Regions from separate parts of the Ctenopharyngodon idella genome. Here region 1 is linked to region 2. A link is a contact called in public Hi-C data. All regions are on one chromosome and are shown on one strand. Each heading gives the region's core, a stretch centred on a gene start, on an enhancer-like site or on the middle of the called end of the contact. The rest is flanking DNA. Distances are from core to core; before and after follow the strand shown.

Evidence for each region. A called contact is a pair of places that touch in the nucleus more often than the background predicts.
Region 1: a contact with region 2 is called in a Hi-C map of muscle, with 5 times the contacts expected there. The contact joins the promoter of zgc:162816 here to the promoter of LOC127522218 in region 2. A contact is called at or near these places in 2 of 2 Hi-C or Micro-C datasets (both in muscle).

What each region holds. Positions count from the first base shown.
Region 1 is chr11:24,106,188-24,109,653 of HZGC01, reverse strand. zgc:162816 reads right to left here and starts at 1,972. Exons shown (of 6, transcript XM_051912786.1): 1 at 1,228-1,972; 2 at 805-963; 3 at 1-16. The coding sequence starts at 953.
Region 2 is chr11:23,902,088-23,905,463 of HZGC01, reverse strand. LOC127522218 (syntaxin-10) reads right to left here and starts at 2,033. Exons shown (of 8, transcript XM_051911912.1): 1 at 1,884-2,033; 2 at 1,194-1,363; 3 at 961-1,055; 4 at 794-856; 5 at 595-696. The coding sequence starts at 1,918.

The sequences.
Region 1 (3,466 bases), core at 723-3,222, 200 kb before region 2:
GATGTCCGCACATTCCCTGGAAACAACAGACGTGACATTCATGATGAAAAAACAATGATTAAATAATTAAATGTAAAAAAATTACATAATTTTTCATTGTTAGCTCATGTAAAGTAATGTTAACAAATGGTACCTTAATAAAAAAGTGATAAAAAGTTGTTTTAATAGTTAATGATGACATCAGAATTTTTATTTTGAGGTAAAATGTTCATTTGTTCAAATATTTTGTTTTCATTTTTAATAGTGCATCTATTGTTTAATCATTTAAAACTTTTATTTGAGAAAAGTGTACTATTTTTTTTTTTCAAATAAATGCCATTTGGTTTGATATTTTGTTATGTAATAAAAGATACTGAAATGTTTTAAGTGCCTTTAAAGGGATAGTTCACCACAAAATGAAAATTCAGTCATATTTTCTCACTCTCAAGTTGTTCCAAACATGTATGTGTTTCTTTCTCCTGCTGAACACAAGATATTATGAAGAATGTCGGTAACCAAACAGTTAATGATTCATTGGGGAAAACAAACACCATGGAAGTCAATGGGGACCATTAACTGTTTGGTTACCAACATTCTTCACAATATCTTCTTTTGTGTTCAGCAGAAGAAAGAAATTCATACAGGTTTGGAATGACATGAGAGTGAGTAAATGATGACAGAATTTTCATTTTTGGGTGAACTATCCCTTTAAGTGTCTAAATACTAGAAACAAAATTACTAGTAACCAGTGAATTATAGTTCATATTATTTTGCAAGCAAGATGTTTGAGCGTTGAGGCTGGTGTTGTTGACAGGAGAATCTTACAGTGTTTTGTGTGTTTTCATGTGAGGACGGAGCTGGACCCCTAGCTTCTGGAAGCGCTCCCGCATGCCTTCAGCATTTCTTTTCACTTTATCCAGGTCAATAACCAGCGCTGGAGTACAAAGGTCTTTGATGAATTCAACACTGGCCATTATCCAAAAACTAAAACAAATAAGATACCATAACACATTTAATGGAAATGGAAACCTGCAGAGCTGTAACAAGATGCAGGATAGTGCAGATAACATAAAGGTAACAATTTTGAAATCATATAATCTCAACTCCTTAAAGCATTTAATTACAGTTGTAAATAAATAAATAAATAAAAATCGCGTAAACAAGAGATTGATTTATCAAAGTTGCACGTGTCAAAAAGTGATGTTAAACTGATAATAAACTTTAAATCTCAGATTTTCTTTGACTCACCATAAACCGTGACTCAAATTCTGATCAATGAGTGTGAGAGTGTGAAGCCAGAATCAACACAGCGACCAAAGATATGACAAACTGCAATTTTCAACCTAAAAGTTCCTGACGAGATTTAGGGAAAATATATTGTTTCTTGGACCAAGGGAAAAATATTGTCCATATGGTTGATTTTTTTATTAAAACTAACACATTTCGACGCCTTTTTTCCATTATCGTTTATTTTTGCTACTTTTTTTTTTTTTTAATTAACTTAATGTATAGGCCTAGATGTTATTGCTTTGCCCTCGTCCCAAAAACACTTCCTACTTCAAACTATTAAAATCTATCACAAAATATGAATTATTATATTATTAATATTGTGTAGACTGTTAGATGAACAGGCCAGGATTATTTTGTATGTTTATTTTTTACTTTTGTGTATTTATAATAATTTGTATTGTCTTTGTTGCATAAGTCGTTATAAAAGATAACAATATATCTTATGCTTTTTGATGCAGGTGATAGATCTTTAAAATACCTCCACATTTGTAGCACTGGTTTGGCTGAATGTGTAAGAACACTGAACAATGTCTAATCCAATGTCCCAGATGAACTTTTTGTTGCTCATTAAAGTGGATTATTTCGAAGTCAGTTAATAAAATGGCTAATTAAGGCATGTAGTCATTAACACTAATCCCTCTTCTCCCACTTGGATAAAATCCTCAATTACCAGAGCCGCGTCAGAGTATCGGAAAGACCTTTAGGCCTGTTTTCACTTTATCCCTTGTTGTCTTTCAAGAGAGTAGAGTTCTGTGGCGCAAAGTTGAAGGCTACATGAATTCTCCACCTCCAATCTTTTCAGACAATTCTGGCTGTTGTGGTAATGCTTCTATGATATGATTTCACATTCCAGTCGTATATTAGGCATATACAATTTTTCAGAAGTATGTTTTTGAAACAAGTCTGCATTTAAGATTGTGAAATATATTTTATAATTTAAAATAAGAGTTTTCTATTTTAACATATTTTAAAATGTAATTTGTTCCTATGATGGAAAGGCTGAATTTTCAGCAGCCATTCAACAGCTGCTGATGGAACTGCAACGTCGACCGGAAGTAAACTGTCAACTGCCGTAGCTAAAGAACACAAAAATGTGTAAGCTAAGCAACAACAGAGGACGGCTCAACGGATCAGTTAATCATTTGACATAGAAAAAAAATTAATTACATTTAAATAAAAGCAAGAGAATGGTTGCTTTTGGCATTAAATTACATACAGATACAATTAAAATGCCACATAACCATAAAACATAACATTTACTTATCTAAACTGTCACGTATTATCGACTACGGCAAATCAGCTGTTCAGTAGAACGTCAAGTAGTAGTGATGCAAAAATTTGAGAAAATGAGATCCAGGCAGTCCAGCAATGATTATGTCAGAGATCAAATTTGAATAAGGAATAACAAATTTATTAGTTAAACAAATTATAGAGACAAACAAATTAAGTAATTAATAGTTAATAATAAAATCTAGAGTATTGTATCTAACAGATGAAGATCATAATATAGAGAAAGAAGGAACAAAATTAAGACATTTGCAGAATGAAATGAGAGGCAGAAGAGAAGAAGCAGAAGATGCAGAAGAGATGCGAGAAGCAAAAGGGCAAAGAAAAAGCTAAACTATCAAAGACCCAGTCTGTTTTATACCAAAAGCATAGGAAAACTTACATCCCACTCAAACTTATGTTTTGGTCTAATGAGAAAAGGTCAAACAGATTTATCCATTATGTCATAGTTGGTGTAACGGCTAGGTCAGAGTGACTGGTCCAATGTCAAAGATAGATGAAAATAGATAAGGTGTTGTTTTGACACCCTTAAGGGAATTTTGCAGGTCTTGCATTATCACATGTCTGTAGAAATAGAAACGGACATATTTTGATACAAAGGTACATCAAGTTCAAATGAGCATCTAATTCCAAAAACATTGCTTCTGCAGTACTTGGCAGGTGTCCAATATCTAACCACAAATGTGTCAACATGACCTGTCACATTGGAACACTTTGAAGAACAATTGAATATAGCAAGCATACATACTCTTAAAGATAAAAGAAGAATAACCATAAAGGAGTGCATGAATATATGAAATCAAAAGTAATACTGATAAATCATAAGCCATAAATGATTAACATGAAATATGAATAAAACGCATGAATATAAATATTGACCATTTTGGATCCACCAAGTAGCAAAGAAGAC
Region 2 (3,376 bases), core at 784-3,283:
AACTATAATCACTGGCACGACAGAATCGAGTTCCGGTGGAAGGGTGACCTCTGACTCGCGAAAACCACGTAACTCTCTCGTGAACACGTGTACGGCCACTGCCGGAAGCCAGTGATTATAGTTTATTATGTTTTAAATTTAGATATTTTTCTTACAAAAACCCATCGCTTCACTTCAGAAGGCATTTATAAACCCACTGGAGTCATATGGATTACTTTTATGATGGATGGATGCACTTTTTGGAGCTTCAAAAACTCTATTACTACTACTACTACTACTACTACTACTATTTAACGCCATTACAAAGCTGGGAAGAGCCAGGATATTAACTCTGATTGTGTTTCGGCTGAACAAAGAAAGTCATATACACCTAATAGGATGGCTTGAGGGTGAGTAAATCATGGGATAATTTTCATTTTTGGGTGAACTATTCCTTTAAGTATCTGAACTACTTGGCATTAAAAGGTCACATTTCCTTGTTTTCTGTGAAGCTTATAAGATGCTCTTTGGAATATTCTCAAATAATACTGGATAAGAAAAGAATACTTTCACTGATAACAAAAAAGTGAAATGTTTCGACATCCTGTCTTTTACCTGCTGCTGTTCCTGTTGCTCCTGAATGTATCTGGAGTTTGCAGACACCAGGTGAGGCTCCAGACCGGCATAACGATCCTTTGCTGTGGTCCCCAGCAGAGCCTGTCAGACATGAACGCAGTGCTACTGTCACTAGCAAACATGACCATATGAATCCATTCACAGTTATTTTAATTGAATAAATGAATAAATCACTCACTTGTTTGTTTTTCTTCTCTGCTTGGGCCACAGCTGAGGGACTAGAGAGCTGCTCCTTCATCAGCTACACACAGATACACACTCATGCATATGAAAACAATAAGACTACACCAAAAAATTAAATCATATATATATATATATATATATGAACAGGACAGTGATTGACACCTGCACAGAATTCCGTGTTCGCTCCACAAAGTCCCGCCTCTCCTGGAGTTCATGTTCCCCTAAACGGAACTTTCCAGGGTTTGCCTCCACAATACCTGATGCTGTCAAGGATTATAACAAGTTCTGCTTACATATATTACCATCCAAAAGTTTGAGGTCAGTAACACAGTATTTAAGGTATCGTCATTCTGATATTTGAAGGCATCATGGGGCTTTGGTTTATGGCAGGATACTGATGGTTTCATGCAGGTCCTCTAGGTCCCAGTCGATGGCCCTGAGGCAGTTTCGGAGTTCATTGGTGCTCCAGTCCAGCTCATCACGGCTGACGGGGGTTTCTTCCTGTAGCAGCTCCTCCCAGCGCTCAAACAGCCCCTGTGCTTTGGACAGGGCCTTCTGCACCTCCCTGCCAGATAGAGGAGCAAACTGTCAAAACCTTTCAACTTGAAAGGAATGAAAGGTGTTTATCAGTAGCAAACAACTTTTACATAAGTACTATGCCAGTGGTAGTTACTGTCATGTTGGGGTGATGTCTTGAACAACGAGCACGTATGATTAATTTGTGGTTTGTATCTGTACATTAAATGAATGGCAGAGACACACAAACACATGCAACATAAATCAGTGTTTACAGTCCAGTCAACACAAGCCATAATATAAAATGTCTCTGACTTCTTTAGACTTAATTTAACCTTCCATATCACTAAAACGCAACTAAAAAGACATCTGTATTTCTGTTCATTAGGGCAGTTTATTAGTAAAGTCACATGGAAACATTAATAATATTAACATTAACTGGGGTTCCAGGTAGTGAAGAAGATGCTTCACTAACCCTTAACTTAACCTGTCAATATCAAACCCGCGTCGTTTAGACAAAGACGAAAGACAGATATTAAGGCATGGAAGAGGAAGATAACTTTTCTTACCCTTTAACCACGAAAAAAGGATCTTCCATCGACATATTAGCCCCTCTGGTTTAGGAGCTACGTGAAGTCAACGGCAAGATGGATTGTGTACGCACGCACAAGTTTTCAAAATAAAAGTCCCTTAGCGCTACTCTGGTCGTTATGTATGTATCAATGACTATTGAGATATAAAACAAACATATTCCACAGCATGTTCCAACATTAACTGAAATTATTCAGATGCCCACTAGAATGTTTTTATTACAAATATACCATTTCATTTGATATTCTCTTTATTTAATCAAAAATGGTAAGCACGTAAAACTGATTACACTATTTTAAAGGATTAGTTCACCCAAAAATGAAAATAATGTAATTTATTATTCACCCTCATGTCGTTCTACACCCGTAAGACCTTCGTTCATCTTCGGAACACAAATTAAGATATTTTTGATAAAATCCGATGATATTGTTGAAAAGTTGTTATTTTGTTGTTGTTTTTTTTGGTGCACAAAAATTATTCTCGTCGCTTTATAATATTAAGGTTGAACCACTGAACTCACATTAACTGTTTTAAATATGTCTTTAGTACCTTTCTGGATCTTGAGAGGTTCAGTGACATTGCTGGCAATAGAGGCCTCACTGAGCCATCGGATTTCATCAAAAATGTCTTAATTTGTGTCTTACGGGTGTAGAACGACATGAGGGTGAGTAATAAATGACATAATTTTCATTTTTGGGTGAACTTACCCTTTAAGGTGTCCTTGTTACAGTGTAATTACATGATAAGTACTGAATAATATTAAATAACAACATGTACTTACATTGGGTTTAATTTAGGGTTAGTTTCGTGTAATTATGGGCAAATTACTGTTATTGCCCTGGTAAGTACATGTACTTACATCAGGAAACTGTCAAATAAAGTGTTATTAGATGGTCTTTTTAAATAATATGGTTGCTTTTTATTTAGCCTATTTATTTATTGCATAAGAAAGACATCAGTTATAATAATTTGGCTATACAAAACTGTCGAGAAAAAAAATGAAATAAAATAATTAAATTGCATTCATTCTAAGTAGTCATTAATTAACCAGCAGATAATCATGCTTTATATTTCATGAGATATTATATTAAAATTAGACTAAAGAGCACACACTGTGTCTAAAGCTCTGTGTCTGACCAAAAAGGCAATATATAAATTCTTTATTGAATGTATGTTGATATATAGGATACTTATAGTCAAACTCTGACTAATGGCCCAATTTTTATTATGTTAAAGAAAATATCAAAAGTTTAAGTCATCTTAATGTTTAAGCACAAGCTTCCAAAGCACATTTTCCTGACTTATATGTAAAATAAAACCTAACAATGATAATATGTAACAACAATGTGTAATTTTGCAGAGAAATAATGCACTAATGCAATAATGTCTTTAAATAACCTTGATTGAGAAAACAAAGCAGATCCTCTTTGAATCAGCTGCATGATGCATTACCTCATCTGTGACTCTCTCA